Linked DNA regions of Cricetulus griseus: region 2 is linked to region 1. The links are chromatin contacts, called in public Micro-C maps. All regions are on one chromosome and are shown on one strand. Each heading gives the region's core, a stretch centred on a gene start, on an enhancer-like site or on the middle of the called end of the contact. The rest is flanking DNA. Distances are from core to core; before and after follow the strand shown.

Region 1 (4,444 bases), core at 1,434-3,933:
TACTAACTCCACAGCCTTAGTTTGCTGAGCCTCAGGTTCCTACTGGAGACGAGCACATGTTAAAGTGTGCAAAGTGTTCATACAGAGGTGGGCATGCTGTGTGGCTCATACTCAGCACATCCCATCATCCAACTATTAACTCTACATGAGCACATCAAAGGGTTTGCCCCCCACTGATGCTTTGCTTCTCCATAATTCCTAATGAGCTGGACATGAGATCTGATCACACGAAAATGAATCATGATAGAAGGATCCAACATGCCAAGCAAGCCACAGAGGAGCGATCAGTCCCAGCATTGATCCCTTCTTTACTTTGTGACCTTGGAGAGCAAGATCATTTTTCAAATCCATTTCTGTCTTGTCTCTCCCTTGGCTTTGCTGACTACTCCATCCAACCTTAAGAAATACCTAGAAGCTTATTGTGACCAAGTCACAGTCCAACCTTGGGAAGACAAGAAGCTTCTGTAAGATATCCTCTGTTTACCACCTCAGTCACTGTCACCGGTTGCATGAGTACAGGAAGAAAACTTGGTAAATTACCAGTTTGGAGGGGAGGGCACTCATTACAATGCTATTAATCAAATTAAGTTCCTCACTCCTGAAACGCATTACACTCCTGAATATGGCATTTTAACTCTGCATCCTTAATATTCTCTGTAATTACTTAGCAATTACAAGAAATTTATTCAGATTCAAGTGATCACTTCTAGTCCAACGTGCAAAAGTTGTAAGACTATTATCTCAATCAAGTTTGATCTAAAACCACTCTCTGTTTCAAGCAAAACTCAGCAACACAGTTGAAGAGAGAAGGCAAACCCAGTGCATGCCCATGCTGGTCCTTGATCTTTGCCGTCTAGCCGGAGTTTATCTCACCATCACTCATTGCCTTTGAGGATTCACATACAGCATGGCAGCTGAAATGCTATGACCCATCACAAAATGACAGCAACCTGAGGCTCACAGTTCAGCCTCGAAACACTTCCATTCATCAACCCCAGGACAGAAAACAAAAGTAACCACCACAAAACAAGGGATTTGATCTTAGGATGGTAATCCAGATCCTATCCAGACTTAAAATAACCTTGTGACCGCACTGTCTCCATGAGTGACATGGGTGAGGCCTGGGTTTCATACTTAAGCAGTGTGCCAACTGTAGAGCTGCATGGCAAGGCAGCCTCTGAGGTCAGCACAAGTCTAGTGTCTGCCGCCTGCCCAAGCCTGGGCCCCTGGCCAGCAACCCACCTCCAGAGACTAGTGCCAGGACATACTATAGTGTTTCCATTTAAGGCCCGCCACTTGGATCAGCCCATCTCTGAAGTTTCTTAACACCACCTTTCCAGGAAGAATTTTTTGGGGAAAAAGGAGGTGGTGTCTATTTTTGCCACCGCCTTCCCTTGGGCTGTCAGAGCAGTCTGCCTCTCAGGAACAGGATTGTTTCAAATCATTGGGTTAAGTCTCAATTTGGGGATTTTTTCCCAAAAATTATATATCTATGCAAACACAAATACATATATATGCAATTACATTAAACATGTATGGGATCGGAGACATTTCCCATCATCTCACACCATTCACAAAAACCACAAAGAAGAAAAGCCAATAAAGGGAACAACAAATCCACTGCATTACAGTCTGCTTCTCTCCAAACACCAAATTAATGACAACTTTTTAACCAACACTTTTCTTCTGCTACAAAATGGTTGGGTTTTGTTCTTTTTGTTTTGTTTGTGTACCCCCCCCCCCAAGTAGCTTCCTCCATGCCACACAAGGGTTGTTCAGAACTCCAGGGGTAAAAGGAGGTAGGAAAGGGTGGGAGAAGTATCTGGCACAAACTGGACAGAGCCAAGCCAGTCTCTAAACCAGACGGAAGTCCATGCATGCAGTGGCCCCAGAGGCCCACAATTCTCCCCAGTGCGCCCAAGGTTCTAGCCTCACTGTTTTGGTTAGTGTGGAAGGAAGGGTTTTAAACTTGGCAAAGTACCGTACAACATCTGTAACCACATCTGCCTTCTGGGGATGGGAAGATGAATCCCACATTCCTGGCTTTGAAGCTGTTTGAAACTGCAGCTAGGAAGGACAGAGGGAGGGACGGAGGGAGGGAGGGAGTTGAACAGAGTTTATTGGCTGTCTCTCCAGCAGAAAATTCCTCTTGGAAGAGATGGATATTTTGAGGGTGGGGGTGACTCGCCAATCCCTTTAGTCTGCCAAGCTCAGCTTGGAAGGTGAGCCCGGGGCCGAGAGGCCAGATCGATTTATAAGTCCGAAGCGCACACCCTGCAGTAGTTCACCCTACGCACACCCGAGCCCCCAGCTCCAAGTCTTTGCCCTCCCCGGATCCCACCCGCAACCGAGGCCCTAAGCAAGACAGTTTCGTTCTGCCGCTGCTTCCCCCTGTCGAGAGGGCACGCAGCTTGCCGGAGAAAGAATGAAAGCGAGGGGGAGGCACCGAGACGCCCACCCTCCACCCCCGATCCCGGCTTCTCCTCCGACTAGGTTCCCTCCTCCCTCGGTCTTCCCGGTTCCGGCGGCGCTGCGGGCGACCTGTCCTCACCTCTGGTCCAGCGGCGGCCGGGTGCTGAACCCGGGGAGGCGGAGAGCGCGAGGCGGCGGGGCGCTGCAGGGCGGCGCGGGAGGCGCGGGGCGGGGCGGGCGCTGCAGCCGGCGAGGAGCCCGGAACTCCGCGGGCGCGGGCGGGCGTCCCCGGCGGCAACGGCGGCGGCGGCGGCGGCGGCGCAGAGCGCAGCGCAGCTCGGCACAGAGCGGGAGACTGGCGGCCACGGGGCCCGGGCGCACGCAGGCTGGCGGCAGGCACCCGGCTAGAGCCGGGAAGACGACTGGCGCAGGGAGGGAGGCGGAGGGCGGGGAGGAGGGCGGAGGAAACTTGCGGCGACGCGGGGGTTCGGCCGGGGCGGAGGGGAGCCGGCGGCGGCAAAGTTCCCCCAGCGCTTGGGGGCGCGGCGGCGGCGGCGACCGGAGCTGGAGGCCGGGAGGAGGCGGGAGGAGGAGGAGGAGGAAGTGGCTGCGGAGCGCTCGGCCAATGAGTGTCTGGGAGCTGTGATTAACCAGGCAGCAACACATCATTTCCTCCCGGCGCGGATCCAGGGAGCCGGGAGGAGAGGGCCGGCGGCGGGGCGGGGCGCTCCTCGCCCCCTGCAGGCGCCGGGCCCCGGGGAGCCCGCCAGCCTAGCCGTGCCCGCCCGTGCCCCGACCCCCGACCCTCGGGCCGCCGGGCTGCGGGCTGCTAGAGCAGGGCTGGCGGGACGCGGTGGGGGGGGGGGGTAGGGAGGAGCGCGGAGCGGCGCGGGGAGCGGCCAGGTAGGCGCGGGCGGGGACGTCTGGACAGCTCCCGGGGCGCGGGGCGGGCGAGCCTCAAGCAGACTGGCCAGGGACTACTGGGGCTCATGCACTCATCTCCAATTCTGCGTGTCAGGCGGAGGGGTGGTTTTTCAATGCTCCGCCTTGGCCAGGCATCGCTGCCCTGCCTGCTGATCCCCTTCCACTCTGCTCATTTCTTCGCAGGGTCTGGGGTTATGCAAGCGTTTGCCATTTTCGCAGTCTGCTTCCTTGGTAATAAAAATAAGCAAGTCGGGGGGAGGGGGCTTCTGCAATAATCCCGCCCTGTCCTAGGCGCCATGGGAGCTTACAGTGGGAAGGAAGGAACATTCCCCGCCGCAGAGAGGCTGACAACCTCGGTCCTTGGATACACAAAAACACCCCAGTGTGCTAATATTATCCGGGGCATCAAAAAAAGGCATGCAAGGATCAAATTTTGCATGGTGCCCGCTTAGTGTGTGGAAGCACCAAGCCATTTTCTCTGCCCTCTACAAGCTTATAATGTACAAGCTTATCACAAAGCAAAGTAAAATCGTGACACCGATAAATGGGAAAAAACATAAAGTGTTTTTTATCCCTACAGGTCCCTTCATGCAGAGGGCATTTATTGGGTCGCTGGCTGCAGCACTGCAGATGGTTGCAAAGGAAATGGAAGATCTGGCCTTTGCAGGAGTTTGCAGTCGGGCTAGTAACACAGGCATATGTACAAGGAACAGCTAAAAATTAGCCTTCAGGTGTTGTAGAAGCAAAAAGACAAGAAGCTTGTTGGTTCTTTTGTGTTTGGATCGTTCATTAGAAGAGCCTTGAGTTATATTTGGTGGAGATCAGGAGAGGAAAGTTCAGGTCAGATCAAGGCAAGAGTACCAATCTGTATCCTGCTCAATAAAACAATACAACAGAGCCCTCGGTGACACTTAACCTGAAGTGTCATCCTTTGCTGCTCACTGTTTTTGACCTTGGACACACTTTTAACCTAAGAGGGAAAAATAGCAGGCAGTGGTTGTAAGGTGCCAGTGCAGCTACCTCTTCAAGCTGTTGTATGCTTTTAGCCCTTCAAACGTTCACAACCCCCTCCATGAGGTCAGGCACCAGGTTTGATTATGTTTGTCAT
Region 2 (4,444 bases), core at 1,441-3,940, 82 kb before region 1:
TCATTTACACAGATTTGTGTGGGTGTGTATAAAGATGTGGGTTATCTCCAAAAGAAAAATGTGTTTTTAATCTTTCTTCTTCCCTCTTCAAAGAAGTAGAAATATAGTTCACTGCCCACTGTCATGTGGGTGCTGCATCCCACAGCATAAGTACATGCAGACACATAGACACGTCCTTCTGTTTATAATTGACTTGCTCATTCTTTTGAAAACCACAAGGGGCTCATCCAAAAGCAAAGACATGCCTGAAAGCAGAAAATCCAAAATAGCCACTGTCAATGCTATGTATGTCACCAGTCTAACCCCTGAGAATCAAGAGCCTTCAGACATTTTTAATGAGTAAAAGCTTTAATGAGCAAAGAGATGGTCTTTATTTTCCCTGCCTGGAGAGATCCAAGGGATATTTCTGCACTTATCTATTTCTATGACAATAAAAATCATATGTATGTATGTATGTATGTATGTATGTATGTATGTATGTATATATTGACACAATCCAGCTATAAGTTTACACTTGCCAAAAGAAAGCTGAAACATAATATTTCTAAGGAGTCTAGACATGCTTGCCACTCTTGAATGGCATGAAGCTGTGCTGAGAACTGCCAACTATACTGCCCAACAGGTGATGGTTCTTGAGGAGGAGCTGAATGGGGGAAGGGAGTTATATGGATGTTGATGGCATCATATTGATTTGTGTATGACCTGAAACAGGAATTAAATGACTGTATTTTAATGACTGAAATAAAGCAACTGATACAAATTTAAAACACAAATATTTGAGTTGTAGATCATTTTTTAATCATATTTATCAAAGAATATACCTAATACATTTTAAAGTATATCTGCTGATACAGGGCTGGGGATGAAGAGTTAGTGTTGTGATGAGCAGATAAAATGAAAACAGAATAAAGGGGTGGCTATTCACAGACTGATGATGGAAAATCAAATATCATTTAGTCAATGTACCACACCATAAATAAAAGCATTCATCACTGAGCCTACAGAATGGATGGTCAGAGAATGGGGCTATAGCTCACAGAGAAGGGTGTGATAGATGGGTAAGGTGCCCAGATTTATCTATGGCAGTGGTCCTCAACCCTCTTAATGCTGCTACCCTTTAATCTGGCTCCTCGTGTTGTGGTGACCCCCAAGAATAAAATTATTTTTGTTGCTACTTCATAACTGTAATTTTTCTACTGTTATGAATAATATAAACATCCGTGTTTTCTGATGGTCTTAGGTGACCCCTGTGAAAGGGTTGTTTGACCCCCCAAAGGGACTGAAACCCACTAATTGGAGAACCACTGATCTACAGCAATAAACAAATAAGTAAAACCAACAAACATAAATAAATGTATAGTCCAAGACAGCAAATATTCACAATAGTATGTTTCTAGTGTGAGCTGTTTTCAAAGTTGTATCCTAAAGTAAACTCTGTAGTCACAGACAGAGGAAGAAATACCACTTTCCCAGGACTCTTTGACAGGATATATAGTATGACAGATGTTTGAACTATAACTAAAGAGTTTCATCAAAAGCCAGAACCTCAAATAATTTTAACATTTAGTGAAATTCAACTCACTGAACCCACTTGTGCTGTGTACACAGGCAAAAAGCAGCATTAACCTTAGTCAGCTCTGACTCTGCAGTCTCAGTTAGGTCTCCTTCAACCTTCTACAGATGTCTTGTAGTTGTACAGACAGAACTAAGCTGCTGACTGCTTTTCTGTTGATGGCTCTTTCCAAACAAATGTCAAAATGCATGTTTTACATATCCTTGTTCTCCACACTCAGGACAAAGAAACAAATACAAATGGAGAATAGCTTTTAATGGTATATAATAATTAACTCCATCTTTGATATGAAACCAGGAGTCAAGCACGAGTACTCAACCTTCATCAAATCTGGTTCTCTTATGCTTTCCTCCCAACATTTCATTTATTTAATTGGTACATTCCCATAAAACTAATTAGTAAATCCTTTATGTACTTATTTTATACACATACACATATACACTCAAACACACAGAGATACACACACACACACACACACACACACACACACACACACACACACACACACACACAAATATAAATGAGGACCTAAAATTCACAATAGAAGATAGCAGTCTGAGTTAGTTTAAAGAGAAGTCAAAGTGATCTTCTAAATTAGGATTACTAATTCAACAAAGGCTAAAAGGAAGGCAGAACATACTTAGATGTTAATATCCACAATTCTTAGGAATACAGCAAGCCTCAAAATGCCCATGACTCACTTTTTCAGTCTGGTCAAATTTAACATTCACCATGACATGTGTGGGCCTGTAATATTTTACTTGGGCTGGGTGTTGAGCTAGGGAATATCTGTAAGAGCTACATATAAGAATGTGTGGGTTCCTAACCTCTCAGACCATGATATCAATGCAGGATAACTGTGTCATAACACTGCTCCTCCATGGTGCTACAGGAAGTGTGATATCTAAAGTGAATAAAGTCTTTACACCTGCCTGCCAGAATAACCAGGAAGTGCCCTGGCAGAAGGCAGCAAGCCTACTCCACCTAGTTGACATTCATTTAAATAATTCAGTAATTTAAATGTCAAGCCAGAGGTATTCCCTCTCTGCACAGCTCACCCACATTGTTTGTTCTAGAAGGCACCTCCCGGCATTACTCAGTGTTATGGCTGGCTCCATTTGCTCTTTGCATCACTAGAACCAGGGCCGTGTGAAAATGCTCACAGCTGGGGCTGGCTGGGAACAGACTGGAGAACTCTGACCACAAAGGATGGCTGCTTCCTATCAAGGGAGAAGCCACCGGAGTGGGAGAGGATGGGACTGTTTGCAAGCCAGAGGCATGAGCTGGGAGTCCCCAAGAGTTCACAGCAGCCAACTCTTTAAAAGATTTCTCTTGTTCTGGGCAAGGCTCAGCTCACAGTCTGGACACACCCACTAGGAGATGGCTCCAGGCTGGCAAATGGAAGAGACAAAGCAAAAAGCGGCTCCGACTTTTTCAGACTGTTGATAGCTTGGGACAATCTTGGGCTTCATAGTAAAACTATTCACATTGATGCTGAACTAGGACTTCAGCAATTGAGGCACGATACTGCAGACTCTCCTGTCTCCACCTGCCTAGTGGTGTACTGTATAATGTTTACAGTATTCAAACAGATTTTTTCATTCCATATGAGGCATAAAAACCCATGTTTCCCACTAAGATCTTTGATACGTAACAGATGAGAAAATGCTGCGAGTAAACTGTCCTGGAGCCAGGAGCCATGCTAAGGGTCAGCAAAAGGGGACAGGCTGGGTTTTTGACAGGATCTCCTCAAAACGGTATAATAATAATGTAGTAATTAGAAGGTGATTATAAAAGCCCAATAGTGCAGAACTTGTATAAGCTAAAAAGGGAACTCCAAACATCCTTGGCCTCCTTCCAGCAGTCCAAACGATTCATTCATTTGAAGTGGCAGTTTATATTAGGTTTATAGATTATGGGAGTCCTTCCACCCGTCTCCTAATCTGGGAGCACTGTTTGGCACCTCTCCAGAATTTGCAAGCATTTGAGATCTCTGGCATTAAACAAAGGCTTAAGGAAGGATTTTGCAATGCCAGGTTTCACTGCCAGCAAGCTTGCTCTTCAGACAGAAACACAAAGGTCTATCTGGAATGCCTACTGAAGGGCACTTGATCCTTTGGCAAGAAGGCAGGCTGTATATGTTTGAGGCTAAAATACACCAGGGGTGCAAATGCTCTCGCAGTCTACACACTCCTATAGGAAATAGACGTCTTACTCTTCTTTAAAACAGAGACACTGATCTTAAGAAAGTTGTAAAGCCAAGAAACAAATACATTTCAAGAGCTTTGAGAGAAGAGAGGAAGTCAAAAAAGACTATAAAACAGAATGGCAACTAGAAAGCCCAAGACTTTTGAACTCAGGATGTAGCTACTCCAAATGCATTCCTCCCTAGTGTTCTCTAACTCAGGGAGTGGCGTGCCCATTCATGCAACCACACAGGCTGCTGGTCTCTGGCTCCCATCACTTGCAAGACAGACTATAGCCTGACTCATGCAGCTCTTCACCCTGCCCTCTTCAGAACTTGGGAGTCCTCAGGAGGCCTCTTCTTGCTACAGGCTCTCAGACCCTTTCTTTATGGAACCCCTCCATATTGGATATTTATTCCTTCCCTGACAGCACTGAGTCTACTTAGTGGATCTCACCTTGCCTGTCAGAGCCTAGCACTTGAATCTTCCAGAACTGATGGTTCCCCTGTCCTTTGTTCTGATGGTCAACAACATGAGGATAGGACCTATTCCTACCAGCAGCAGCCTCTGTACCTGGCAGTATCAACCTGATGGGTATTTGCTTCAGCATGAATTTTCCATTCACAGAAAACTTTCAGGGATGGGAAGAGACCTGATGCTGGGTTTCAGACCAGACTGAGCCCAT

The links. Hi-C and Micro-C count contacts between places; a contact is called where the count stands out from the background.
Region 2: a contact with region 1 is called in a Micro-C map of the CHO-K1 cell line, with 2.3 times the contacts expected there. The contact joins the enhancer-like site here to the promoter of Acvr1 in region 1. A contact is called at or near these places in 5 of 8 Hi-C or Micro-C datasets (the CHK-Q cell line, the CHO-K1 cell line, fibroblasts and 1 more).

The regions. Positions count from the first base shown.
Region 1 is chr6:116,310,046-116,314,489 of CriGri-PICRH-1.0, reverse strand. It overlaps Acvr1 (activin receptor type-1), which reads right to left and starts at 2,683. Exons shown (of 11, transcript XM_035446227.1): 1 at 2,552-2,683.
Region 2 is chr6:116,392,032-116,396,475 of CriGri-PICRH-1.0, reverse strand. The region is part of intron 3 of Acvr1 (activin receptor type-1); the gene reads right to left. Among named protein-coding and RNA genes, the nearest start is that of Acvr1, 82 kb to the right of the region's middle. Within about 2 kb of position 2,690, at least 1 of the 6 cell types and tissues checked has open chromatin away from gene starts, as enhancers often do. A contact at or near this core is called in the CHO-K1 cell line, where this site is marked.